Linked DNA regions of Mus musculus: regions 1 and 2 are each linked to region 3. Evidence: chromatin contacts called from public promoter capture Hi-C data. All regions are on one chromosome and are shown on one strand. The core of a region is the stretch at or near the end of the contact, and the rest is flanking DNA. Distances in the headings are between cores, read along the strand shown.

Region 1 (4,510 bases), core at 921-3,420, 2.1 Mb after region 3:
CACATGCATCCACATACACACTAAAATAAAATTTACGTGCTAAAAACAAACATCATCTCCCCAGTGGGCATGCATACCTTTTTCATACCCTGCTAAAGTAGTCACCCCTCCAACCCCAGTACCACCTTCTCAACCCGCTCTAATTTATCTTTTATTTAGAGCACCTACCCATCTGGAACTTTCTTCTTGTTTATGTGCCCATCATTCCACAGACTGTAATCTATGTCAGCAGTTGGTTTTTGTTTTTTTGTTTTTTTCAAGACAGGGTTTCTCTGTGTAGCCCTGGCTGTCCTAGAACTCACTCTATAGACCAGGCTGGCCTCGAACTCAGAAATCCTCCTGCCTCTGCCTCCCAAGTGCTGGGATTAAAGGCGTGCGCCACCACTGCCCAGCCTATGTCAGCGTTTCTTTCTTCATCTCATTTCTGTCTCTTAGACCAATTAGATCACATTAAAGATTTATGTTGGCTATATTTTGTGATTGTAGAATTGGGCAACACCTCATTCCATGAGCCAAAGTGTGTCTTGATGCCTCGGAGGGGAGTCATTCCCTAGACAGGAAGCAGAAATAAAACAAAAGAGAAGGCCTGAGCATGTTTTCCTTGGGAGGCTAGGAGACAAAGAGGGAAGTGCAGAGATCTGACTGGTTGATAGGTCAGATTTCTCCAGTGTACTTTTCATAAGGACCAAGGCAGGCAGAACATAGTTACCATGCTTGCTGTGATTGGCAGGGCTAGGACATGTGGCCATTGCCTCTGTCTGTCCTGATTTCTTAGAAGGTTAGAAAGCTAGTTTTAATTTGCTACCATAGAACTCCATTATGACTGATACCATTTTAGTTTATTTACTTACTCTCAATGTGCCACCAGGCCTAGCCTATTTATTTATTTTACTGTGTGTGCTTGTGTGTGTGTGTGTGTGGGGGGGGTGTCTTGGGGACTGAACTCGGGTATCAGGCTTGGTAGCCGATCTGGTCCGGTCTTTAGTAGAGAAAACAAAAGAAGTTGGCAGGAGGCAGGGAACTGTTATTATAACAAAACACCTGAGGTAGGCTACTTTAAAGAAAAGAGGGTTCTCCTTGCTCAAATTTCTAGAAGCACAAGGTTCAAAGAGAATGACGTGGGCAATGTCTAGGGCCTCTTCCTTGCTGGTGTCACATTGCCATGGAAGTCAACTGGTTCATTTGTGCCTGTTCACTCTTTCTTTCCCTATATGAACTCCACCAGGATTCTTGTAATGTCTTATTCTAAAGATCCCACCTCTACATTCCACAGTTAAGCTAGATAGTAATGACACACACCTTTGATTTCAGCACTCAAAAGGCAGAGACAGGAAGATCTTTGAGTTTGAGGCCAGCCTTATCTGCAGACTGAGTTCCAGGACAGCCAGGGCTACACACACACACACACACACACACACACACACACACACACAAACCCAGTCTCAAAAAAACAAAAACAAAACCACAGAAAAACACCATAGTCGTGCTAACTTTCCACTCTTACTGTTTGGTTGCTTATTGAGACATGTTCTCTCTACACAGCTCTGACTGCCCTGGATTGGAGCTCACTATATAACCAGGTTGGACTTGTACTCCGAGATCTGCCTGCCTCTGAAGCCCAGTGCCTGTGTTTAAAGACTTCTGCAAACACACCCATCAAATTTCCATTCTTTTAAACGTACACATAAGACGCTGGGAACTAAATTCCCTTGAGTTTACAAAACAGACTATATTTAAAACGTAGCAGGCAACGAAGTCATTGGCTTGCCCATATTTCCAGAGCAAGAATTTAGGCAGTGTTAGTTTCTTTACTCATTTGTGCTTTATTTACAGGGTCACATTGTTTCTCAAAAGCCGGCCAAGGAACACAGGTCTCCGAATCATGCCTACAGACTCTCTAAGGCAGACTCTAGGAATCTGCACTTTTACAAGCTCCTGAAAAATCTGTCTTGCACACGACCATTTCAAAGACTAGTGTTCCCTAGGTGACAGCAGCTCCATCTAAAAAAAAAAAAAAAAAAAAGAGCCTTGGCGGTCCCCGCAGCCTCATGGGAAATGTAGTTTCTTCTCTCCTTCCCGCCTCAGGCCTCTTGGAGCGCTCGCCGGAAGAAGCCGAGCCAATGCGGAAACAGCCGAGTGTTTCGAGGCGGGCCTTTTCCTGCTCGGTTGCATGCTGGGAAAGGGCAGTTTCCGTTAGCTGCAGAAGGCTGAGGCGCGCCACCGGCCACCTCCCCACGTGAAGCAGTTGTGCGAGCATCGCCACGCTGGGCAGCTGTCTACCCGCGTCCGAGCGCTCCGGAAGCGGCGGGGGACCGGAAGTGGCCCGCGGAGGCTGCAGAGAACCGGGAACCCTCTGTGAGGCGACTGGCAGCAGCGCTACGACGGCGCCATGTCCCTGATCTGCTCGAGTGAGTGCTGGCTGCGGCGGGAGGCGGGAGCGTGTGTGGCCCCTGTGGCTCGGGCCCTGGAGCTCCCGGCCCTGCGTGCAGGGTGCATTTGCGCAGGGCTGCGCAATTCACGTAGCTGGGAAGAATGACTGTCTCAGGGGTCTTTTGAAACCGGCGTCGTTTTACAGAGCTGAGACAGGCCTGAGCAGAAGTGGGGGGGAGGAGCTGGTGCAGTGAAAAACAGCTCTTGGTGTCAAAAAACCCGAGGACATGCCCAGGATCCGCCTCCAATTGTGATCTGGGCTCTAGCGGGTTTGGGCCTCAGTTTCCCCATCTGCAAAATTGAAAGCATTGCAGTGGGCATTGCTTGGGAAACCTCGCTTAGGAATCGGACTTTCCGATTTGCAGAGATCACGCAGTGACTTCGAGACAGGGCTGGAAGCCAGGTGTCTGGCTTCTAGCCTCGCGCAGTATGACTAATGAAAACAGCGAATGTTTAGAAAACCTGTATTGATTTACGATGCATTTCCAAACGGTGATCTCATTTTATGCTTACAAGAATTGTCTGAAGGGAAATAAAGATCCGTGAGTTACAGAGGGTGTCGGAAGTCTTGAAGAATGGGTTTACCTAGGGGTGTGCGAGGAAGCTAAGCAGTGGAGCTTGGCTCTTTGAGCCTGGATCCATGGTTTTCCCGTGCACTATGCTGTCCTGTCTTGGGGTGTTGTATTACGGCATTGCGGGTGTTCTCCCATATTGTTTACCACGTTACTAGATTCCTCGCCTTCTCTATTTCCCTCTCAGAACGTTGCCATTAGTTCAAAGAAGGAAAAGGAGGAGGGAAATGACAAGCAGAAAAGGAAATCTCATACTAGAGAAATTGCAGTTTGCAAAGTATTTACAAACGATTTGTTTTCTTTCCATCTTTGAGACCACACTCTTACGTGCCCAGGGCTATCCTTCCTCTGGTAGAAGAGGGAAAGCTCCCAGAAAGCTTTAGTCGTCGAGTAGTGTGATAAACCAACAGAATAGGACAGGAAGGCCGTGTACAAGATACGGGTTTTAAATATGGCACAAATCCATACTTAATAACACATGCATGGGAGTCCTGCAAAAATAGGTGATTCTAAGAGAAGCCACGGAGAAGAATAGGAGCTTGAACCTTAGGATGGTGACTCACAACCTATGGGAGGCTGAATAGAATTGTGTGGTGAATAAGAGCTGTTTTGTGATGTGACAAGTCGCTATCTTAGAGCAGCTTTCAGAAGAGTCTGATGTGGAGGTAGCTTCCACTTGTCTGCTAAAGTGAACCAGTTGACCCTGTTTAGGGGAAGGTAGAGAAACAAGTCTGAGAAGGTCAGAGAGACCTTGGTTTTAAGCCTGCTTTTGGGGCCTTCATTTCTTTATTTTTTATTTTGGTAGTTAAGCATGCTCAAGGCTTCGTACTTTGGAATATTCTTTTCTGGGCCCCGGGACTTTTGCACTCATTTACCCTGTTATGATGTTTATCAAGTGTCAGCTTAGTATCTGCATTGTCCTGGAGGTCAGTGACAGCTGTAACGGCCATCTTCAAGGGTACACAGACTATTCTGTCAAGCGCTTAGAATAGAATCTTGCTTGGCATGTAGTAGCAGAGCTCTTTGTTTGCTTGTTTTCATTTTATCAGTACTTGTCACGTTGCTTCGGAATTTCTCCTGTTGATCTGTCTAGGGCTCCCACTGGATGACAGGTTTGAGTTGTGCTCTGTGTGCTTCTCTGTCCATCTCGGTTCAAAAATGAGATGGGCAGGACTTACTGACCACTCTGTACAGTACTGGCACATAGGATCTGGGCAGTTATTATTTATTGACTTTTATTATCAGCAGACCAGAGAATTTAGCTAAGTAGTTGGCGAGCATTGTAGGACCAAGTACGGGCAGGCTTGCTGTCACAGACCTTGCTTCCTGATAGCTGACTAGGAGGACATGGTCTTGTTGGGGCTGACACAATGAAGAATCTCCTCTGCCCACGTCTCCTTTTCTCCTGTGCTCACTCTCACTACCTGTCTTTCTCTATAGTCTCCAATGAAGTGCCAGAGCACCCGTGCGTGTCCCCTGTCTCTAATCATGTGTATGAGCGGCGACTC
Region 2 (4,480 bases), core at 1,726-4,225, 2.7 Mb before region 3:
TTTTTTTGGGGAGGGAGTTATTTGTTTGTGTTTTTGAGTCAAGGTTTCTCCGTGTAGCCCCAGCTGTCCTCCCTTTGTAGACTGGACTGGCCTAGAACTCACTCTGACTGCTGGGATTAAAGCATGTGCTACCACACCCAGATCTTCTGCTATGTCAAATTTACTGCTATGCCGCCCAGGCTGGTCTCATGCAGCCCAGGCTGGTCTCATGCAGCCCAGGCTGGTCTCATGCAGCCCAGGCTGGTCTCAAGCTCATGGCAGCCTTCCTTGCTTGGCCTCTGAAGTACAGGCATCTATGGCCAGTGCCAGCATATTCTTGAGTAAACGTAAAACTCTGTAGTGCTTGCAGGTCAGCAACCTCAGCTCTCCTAACACCCACTTTATGATTTGCTCCTTAGAAAAAAGTACAAAACAATTCAAGCCATCTATATTACATAACAAATACATGTCAAATACTATATATATTCCAACAAATGAGAACGTGTAATACTGGCAAAATTCCTATGGAAAATTCCTCTACAAAGAAATCACTCTCTTTTTTCCATCTTGAAGCTAGCATTAACAGACCAGCACTTACTCACTGAATCAGGTTCAAATGAGATAAAAGAACAGCAAGGATGTACCACAGCCACCACCAAGGCACTGGCAGAGCACTGTGCCCCGTGAAGACATAACCCCACAGATGTGAACATCTGGCAGAGCACTGCCCCATGAAGATACAACCCCACAGATGTGAACATTCACTATGGTCTGCCTCCTGGACATGTGGTTTAAGGTTACTATACAAACATCAAGTGCATCGCCTGAAAGGCAGACAGATGGTAGGTAGTGTGAGGAGAGCTGAACTATCTAGTAGTGGGACTGGCGAGATGGCTCAACAGCTGAGAGTGTACTGCTCTTGTAGAAGACAGCTGAGAGTGTACTGCTCTTGTAGAAGACCTGATTTAATCCCCAGCATCCGTGTCAGTAGGCTCACAACTGACTCTAACTTCAGCTCTGGGGGATCTGTGGATACCTGTACATATCCACCCCTACCCCACCCCACACACACATAATTAATTTCTGCTGCTGCTGCCTGCTTCCCTGCCCTGGTCCTTGGCATGCCTATAGCCATTTGCTTCAGGCCTGCCAGCCATCCCATACTGCTGACACAAAAAGCAGCAGACACAGTAAAATAGTCTGCTCAGACTGAAGTCGGGCTGGCCATATATCGAATGGAGAGGCTTATTACTTGCCTTGGAAATTCCCCAGCTGTGGCCTTCAGGCAAAGCCAAGGTAGATTCCCCAACCATGGCCTTTACTCAGAGCCAAGCTAGACAAGGGGTTAGTTTGACCAGAATGTCTAAACTACTAACACACTTGAAAAAAGGCTGCCCACCCTGCAGCCCACCCTGTATCTGCTTATGAGCTCATTATGGCTTTTTCCTTATAAAGTCTGACCCCGGACAGTGTACAGGTATGTGGCTGTCAGCTCCCGAATCTGTGAGCTGTTGCCCTAATCAATTAGTCTTGGGGTGTGCACTCAATAACCGTGCCTATGTGACTGAGATTGGTGTTCATGTGGTTTGTGGGGTGACTCCTGGACCCAAAAACTATTAGTAAATCTTAAGGAATGAGGATACAGACAGAGGGGGAGAGAGTGGCAAATCTGCTCTGAAGGCAGACTGACCAGAAACAAAAGTTACCACTAATAACATTTTTAACAAAAATTTTAATTGACTTTGAGATGGCTTAGTAGCAGGCAAATGTGTTTGTCACCAAGCCTGATAACCTGACTTCAATCCCTGGCACCCTCATGGTGGAAGGAGAATACAGACTCCTGAAAGTTGTCTTCTGACCCCCACACAAATGTTGTGTCCCACACATATGCATGTGCACAATATAAATAAACAAACAAAGCTAAAGCTTACTGAAACGCTGGTGCTTCCTAAGTGCTGCAGAGAAACTCACTGCATTTCATTCTTCCTTCCCAGCGCTGGTCCTTTGGACAAACCCCACCCCCACAGGAGTCATCACTTCAGCAGCAGTGGATTAAGGTTGGGACCCAATTGTAATCTGGGTCTCTTTCCTTTAATCCCTGTTTTTCTTAACACGGGGTGAGGACCTGGTGGGGGTGGTGTAAGACTGAGGAGTGTGTCCCAGTGGGGTCACCTGTAGCTGAGATGAACTTGTTGTAGTTCTCATAGACCAGGGTCTGCATGTCGCTGTCTAGAGCCCGGATCTGCCGTACCATGTCCGTCTCACTGTCCATCAGCTGGGCCAGAGGACATTCTCTACGCAGCTAGAGAAGCAGGTAGGAACAGTCAGCGTTAGTGCTCACTCACGTCCTGCTACCCTGCTTTACGTTAGTTGGATTTCAGTGCAAGACAACTCCAATCCCACCCTTATCAGGAATTCCATAAGTGGCACACTTTAAGTAGCACACTTCACAGGTTAGACCCAATTTGGGATTTGTCAGCGTTCATGGTCTTCTGGCTTAGTTTAAAGTCAACCTAGGCCCTGCCTAGCGCCTGTCAAGAGCATGGTCACACCCACTACCACGAGCCAGCACCGAGACCTCAGACCCAGTGTGACCTCAAGTCAGGCCCAGGCTCCCTTGGCCTCCAGATCTGCCTCTATTGCCTAGTAAGGGCTGTCCTCTTATAAACCCCGCTGCCGTCACCACAGCAACCAAATCGGGAGTAAGATCTAGGGTCCAAGATATTTGGGGTCTGGACCCGCCCCATTTCACACACACACCTTGTCAAGATAAACTTCCGGGTCGAAGTGCGCCCCATTGAGATCGGTTGGGTCCAGAGGGTCAGGCCCTGCGGGATGCCCCGCCACCTCCCCCTCCGAGAGGCCGTAGTAAAGCTTCAGCATCCCGTGAGCCTTCCGCCGACGCTCCGGAGCGTCCGCCTCGGGACCTTCTGGGGAGTCTCCAGGCCCGGACCCTAGGCCAGGCCCCACAGCTGCCGCAGCCGCCATAGCTCCAACCTCAACTCAAAGGGGTGAGGCAGGGGAGGGAACAGATGCACTTCCGGGGACCAGAAACTTGCTACAACCAGGCGGTCCTTCAGGTGAAACGTTCCTCTGCAGCTGTAGGATATGTGAGACTAAAGTTCCGTCTTGCGCTTGTCCTTCTGGAGCACAGAGGTTTCACTGAACTTCTGGATCGTTGAGTTTCTGTGATTTTGCTGTGCTACTTGGGTGAATCGTGGCGTCCCAATCCTGCATCCGCACAGGAAAGAGACTTGCAGAAGATCGAATATGCGTCACAGGGGGGGTCTGCAAGGTTCAAACGTCCATTTAGTAGCCTGCAATATGGCTTTAACGCAGTGTTTCCCAAGGTTCTGTCTCCAAGGAGTCATTCAATATGAGAAACTTTATTCTACTTAGAGAATTTAAGATGTTAATCTTAAGAAGTTAGTGAAATGTGATACGTGAGCAGTTGGGATTGAGGATAATTCGGAAGTTTTAAAGATGTAGGCATAAAACGAAGCTCTCAGCAGGGCGTAGTGGCGCACACCTTTAATCCCAGCACTTGGGAGGCAGAGGCAGGTGAATTTCTGAGTTCGAGGCCAGCCAGCCTGGTCTACAGAGTGAGTTCCATGAGTTCCAGGACAGCCAGGGCTACACAGAGAAACCCTGTCTCAAAAAAAAAAAAAAAAAAAAAAAAAAAAAAGACGAAGCTCTTAAGAGGGGATGAGGTCAGATTATATGTGGAGTTAAATAGAAGAAAATGAGACTTTACTAATGATGTACTGTAAACGTTACCGAGGATGGGCTGATAGGGTGCTGGGCTGCCAGGAGTTTCAGCAGACCAAACACTGTTTTTATCTGAAAATTAGGAGTTAAAAAAAAATCTAAATGGTATACTTTTTATTTTTATTTTTTTCAAGACGGTTTCTCTGCTTAGCCCTGACTGTCCTGGAACTGGTCCTAGTGTAGAACCTGTCTGCCTCCCAAGTGTTGAGACTAAAGGCATGTGATAACACTGTCACCAGCTCCACTGCCTAGCTAAAAACAGTTCTGAATGGTATTAAATCGCCATCTGTCCGGCCCCCAGTATTATATGTGTATTTATGTGTGCAGAGACCAGGGGATAACTCAGAGCTGTAGTTACAGCTCATGTGTGAGCTACCCGTCATGATGCTGGAAACCAAAGTGCAAGAGCAGTTCACCCTGTGCCAGCTCAAACCCTTCCTTTCTTTTCTCTCTCTTTCTTCCTCTTTGAGGCATCATCTCACTCTAACTTTGGCTGACCTGAAACTCATTATTGTAGACCAGGCTGGCCTCAAACTCAGAGATCCAGCCACCTCTGCTTCCTGAGTGCTGGGACTAAAAGTCTGTGCTACCATGTCCACAGCCTGCTTCTCAGCCTGACATGCATGGTTGCTCTTGTCACAGACTAAAGGGATCATGTATTCACTTGTCTTGGACCAAAACATTTTCTTGCCTTCTTATCCAGGGGGCTATTTAGAAACTGTACATCTGAGGA
Region 3 (4,259 bases), core at 1,691-4,190:
TTTCCCAGCTATCTTCTCATCCCTTTTCTTCTCTGACCGCCTTCCTATTTTGCCCAGTCCATCTTGGTTTGGCCTTAAAACTCTTCCACCTGTCTTATCTGCAGTATGTCTTATCTGCCTGGGGACCATAACAGTGTAGGTTGAGTTAAGAGGTATCCATTTCCATCCCTGTGTTAATTCTCTGGATCTGGGAAAGTTGTACCTTTGAGTCATGCATTCTTTTTTTTCTGTTTTGTTAGATGATTTCATAATACTCTTGCACAGTGATACTTCAGGTAGTGAAATGACTTGAGACACTTTGCCAGGCCATAGGCTAACACTTTCTAAGTTGTTTCACTTCCTAGAGCACACAGCAAGTTCTGTTACCATCCCCCCTGCCCTGATATGTCCCTTTCTCCTACCTCTGTTCCCTTATGACCAAGTAACCAACTGGCCAAGTTAGGGTTCTTTGTATCAAATACCATGATGTAAATGATGATTGTGAAGATGGAGCTTGAGTGACTATAAGGAGCCATTGCTCATTCTCATTGCAGTGGATGGGAAGTCTCGAGATTCTTTACGTGCTTTCACAAGAACGTTCATTGCTGTTCCTGCCAGCAATTCAGGGTACGTACTCAACTTATCAGTTTGGGTACTATTTTCAGTGCCAGGAAAGCAATATGATAGTTGGAAGGTAAAGATATTCCTCAGGTAGTTTTGGAAATTGCAGAAAAGCAATAGAAGTGTATTAAGTAACTAACAACTATCAGTATGTTAGAGAGTGAGTATATAATTCTAGTGTGTTTGTAAGATAATCCTAAACGCCTCGTCTATAGTCAAGGATAAATGAGAAAAGGTAACTTGAGAGGGGCATGTGGATATTAAACAGATCTGCAAACAGAGACAGTGTAGAAAGGTGAGGTTATTTGTCCATTTATTTAAGATTTTTTTTTTTTTGTCTCCAAGGCTATGTATTGTAAATGATGAATTATTTGTGCGGAATGCCAGCCCTGAAGAAATCCAAAGAGCCTTCGCCATGTCTGCACCCACACCTTCCTCCAGTCCAGTACCCACGCTTTCCCCAGAACAGCAGGAAATGTTGCAAGCATTTTCTACCCAGTCTGGCATGAACCTTGAGTGGTCTCAGAAGTGAGTGCTGATCATAGATAGGAGGAACAAGGGGATGGCCTGACAGTGAATTATATAGTGCTTTGATAAAAAGATTCCTACTAAGAATTCTGCATAGGTTATTTTTAAATATTTAAAGCACAAATGAAGATTTGGTTTTCTGTCCCCTTCCTAGCTACCTGTGGCTCCCCTCTTCCCCAATTGGAATTACAGATTAGACCTAGACTTCACATATGCTGCACAGTCGCTGCCACTGAGCCCTTTTCAAACACGGTCTTACTATGTACTCTTGTCTGGCCTTGAAGGCATTAAAGGCATGAGCCAGCAGACCTGGCTGCCAAGTTTTGTTGTTGGTTGGTTGGGTTTTTTTTGAGACAGTTTCTCTGTTTTCCCTGGCTGTCCTGGAACTCACTTTGTAAACCAGGCTGGCCTCGAACTCAGAGATCCGCCTGCCGGGATTAAAGGTGTGTGCCACCACGCCATCTTTGGCTTTTGTTTGTTTTGTTTTTTGTTTTTTCGAGACAGGGTTTCTCTGTATAGCTCTGGCTGTCCTGGAACTCACTCTGTAGACCAGGCTGGCCTCGAACTCAGAAATCCCCCTGCCTCTGCCTCCCGAGTGCTGGGATTAAAGGCATGTGCCACCACACCCGGCTCAACTCCTTACCAAGTCCTAGATTCCAGTGAGCCTGAGCATTCCAAGGGAGCTAGAACTATAGGTGCATACCTAGTACCAAAGTCTTTTTATATATGGTTCTATATTTGAGTCAGGGTCTCACTTGTGCCTTCGCTGCTTGGAAGTCACTTTGTAGTCCAGGTTTACCTCAAACAGATACCTCCCTGCTTCAGCTTCTCCAGAGTGATAGGATTAAAAGCCTTGCCCAGCTGGAACATAGTTTTTAAACCGTGTAAATCCTTCCCTACCAGTGTAAAACTACACGTTGGTTGTTTTTGGTAAACATTTTATGTTTCATTTGTACAAGTGGTGTGACCCTGTGTAAACTTAATGAAAAACATTGGTGACTTTTTCTATAGGTTGGATTTTGGTGACTGACTGCATTTTGGTTCTTATGTGGCTTCCTATTTTAATCATACTCTAGGTGCCTTCAAGACAATAACTGGGACTACACCAGATCTGCTCAGGCCTTCACTCTTCTCAAGGTAAAGTATGGGAATTTTTTTTATTGCTAAAAATGGATCTCTTGAGCCTTTAACAAGGGTCAGATGAAGGCTGGGTGTGGTGATACTTGCCTTTTAATCCAGCATTTGGGAGGAAGGAGGGAGCCAGATCTCTGAGTTTGAGGCTAGCCTGGTCTACATAGAGAATGCCAGGACAGCCAGGGAGTCTACAGTAGCTGGGCAGGGAAGGTGGGAGAGAGGTGCCTGGTTCTACTTACATTTTATCTTTCTGCAGGCCAAGGGAGAGATTCCAGAAGTAGCGTTTATGAAATGATCACAAGAAAAGTCCCCTTGTAAATAGCCCCTGGATAATATTGTCTGGCTGTCATCTGCCGTCTCCTGTCCAGCCCGAGGCCACCCTGTAACTGTGACTGAGGAGGAAGGGCTGCTTCATCCTCCTCACCTACCTTCTGGAAGACTTAGAGAAGACTTCCGGAAGATTGAGCCTCATGGTGCCAGGAAGCCAAAGCTTACTTTGTAGAGCTGACACTAAACTACCCGAAGGACTTAGGTGCTCTGTGTACTTAACCCCAGGATTCCCTTTACTTTTTAAGATAAAGAGTGATATTGTAGTTTGTGTCCCATTACTGGCTTGTTTCCCTCAATGCAGGAGGGGTGGGCAAGTTCGCCGTGATAGGAAGTCCCGCCCCGGAGACGGAAGTGCGCCGCCATGGTGGCGTCTGTGCCGCTGCGGAATGTCAGCCACCTTTTGTCTGTGCTGCGGTCCCAAAATGTGCCCCGGTATTTGCAAAATGGCGTCCCACGGGATGTGCTGCTCTTCCGGCACGAGCGGGGCCGCTTCTTTGCCATCCTTGGACTGTTTTGTGCGGGTCAGGGCATCTTCTGGACCTCCCTGGCTGTTGCAGCCTTGTCCAGACCTCTGAGCCGAGTACCTGCGGAGGCTCCGAACCGGAGCTACCAGGACCTGCGCTCCGCACTCTGGCGCTACGGGCTGGCTGTTGGTTGCGGCACGATGGGTAAGCGCTTGGGCTCCAGATTGCTGTGGGGCTGTGAGCACAACGCTCACTTAGCAAAAAGGGGCTTCCAAAAAAGTAAGTGGGACACACGATATGGGTGCGGTGTAATAAAGTCCCTGAATGCCTTGCACCCTCACCCTGCATACAGTAGGCCAAGATCTGCCCCTCATACTAGCCACGAGCAGGTTTTTGAAGCCACAAATGCATTTTCTCCGTTTAACAATAGAGCTGGCTATCTATAAAAATGTCGATGGGGTGGGGGACGTGGCTCAGTTTGGTTTCTAAGACTGCTTGCCTAGTATGCATGAGGTCTAGGGTTTAGAACCCAACACTGCCTAACATATATGATGGCATCCAGATGTAATCTGGATTTGGACAGAAGATCACAAATTAAAAGTTATTGAACATATAGCAAGCTTGCAGCCAGCATGGAATAATAGACCCTGTCTGTTTTTTCAAGACACGGTTTCTCAGCTCTGGCTGCCCTGGAACTCACTCTGTAGACCAGGCTGGGTCAGAGATTCAACTGTTTCTGCCTCCCTAGTGATTGCGTGCACCACCACTGCCTAGCTACCTTTCTTAAAAAAAAAAAAAAAAAAAAGGATTTAGGAACCTTTTAGAGTTTTAGAGTGTAATTGCTCAAAACTGTTACTTCCATTACAGTAATTTGACTCTAAGGGGTGGGGGTGGGGGTGTCTGTATAACCTTTTACCCCACTTTGCCTCCCTGCAGGAGTCTTGGTCCTTGGTGCTGGTCTCCTCTACTCACTCCGATCTGTGCGGTCTGTCATGCTCCTTGCAGGAGGGCAGCAGGTGACATTGACCACCTATGCCCCCTTTGGCTTGGGTACCTGTTTCACAGTTCCCTTGAACCAGATTTCCTGCATGGCTCACAGAGGTGAAGTTCCTGCTATGCTGCCTCTGAAAGTCAAAGGCCGGCGCTTCTACTTCCTTTTGGACAAAGCTGGACACTTTCCCAACACTCAACTCTTTGATAACA

The links. Promoter capture Hi-C pulls out the DNA fragments that hold promoters and counts their contacts.
Region 1: a promoter capture Hi-C map of hippocampal neurons shows a contact between it and region 3, with 2.4 times the contacts expected there. The contact joins the promoter of Prpf19 here to the promoter of Tmem223 in region 3. A contact is called at or near these places in 3 of 39 promoter capture datasets (cranial neural crest, hippocampal neurons and liver), 1 of 115 datasets of contacts at active chromatin or transcription factors (astrocytes) and 1 of 9 other capture datasets (adipose tissue).
Region 2: a contact with region 3 is called in a promoter capture Hi-C map of pre-B cells, with 4 times the contacts expected there. The contact joins the promoter of Vps51 here to the promoter of Tmem223 in region 3. A contact is called at or near these places in 2 of 39 promoter capture datasets (the C10 cell line and pre-B cells) and 1 of 484 Hi-C or Micro-C datasets (B cells).

The regions. Positions count from the first base shown.
Region 1 is chr19:10,893,061-10,897,570 of GRCm38.p6, forward strand. Prpf19 (pre-mRNA processing factor 19) reads left to right here and starts at 2,171. Exons shown (of 16, transcript NM_134129.4): 1 at 2,171-2,408; 2 at 4,443-4,510. The coding sequence starts at 2,390.
Region 2 is chr19:6,074,212-6,078,691 of GRCm38.p6, forward strand. It overlaps Vps51 (VPS51 GARP complex subunit), which reads right to left and starts at 2,976. Exons shown (of 10, transcript NM_001081041.1): 1 at 2,740-2,976; 2 at 2,152-2,281. The coding sequence starts at 2,967. It also overlaps a transcript of Tmem262 not described here.
Region 3 is chr19:8,768,056-8,772,314 of GRCm38.p6, forward strand. Tmem223 (transmembrane protein 223) reads left to right here and starts at 2,941. Exons shown (of 2, transcript NM_025791.1): 1 at 2,941-3,260; 2 at 3,993-4,259. The coding sequence starts at 2,954. It overlaps Nxf1 (nuclear RNA export factor 1), which reads left to right. Exons shown (of 21, transcript NM_016813.2): 18 at 534-606; 19 at 946-1,128; 20 at 2,205-2,265; 21 at 2,519-2,855. The coding sequence ends at 2,557.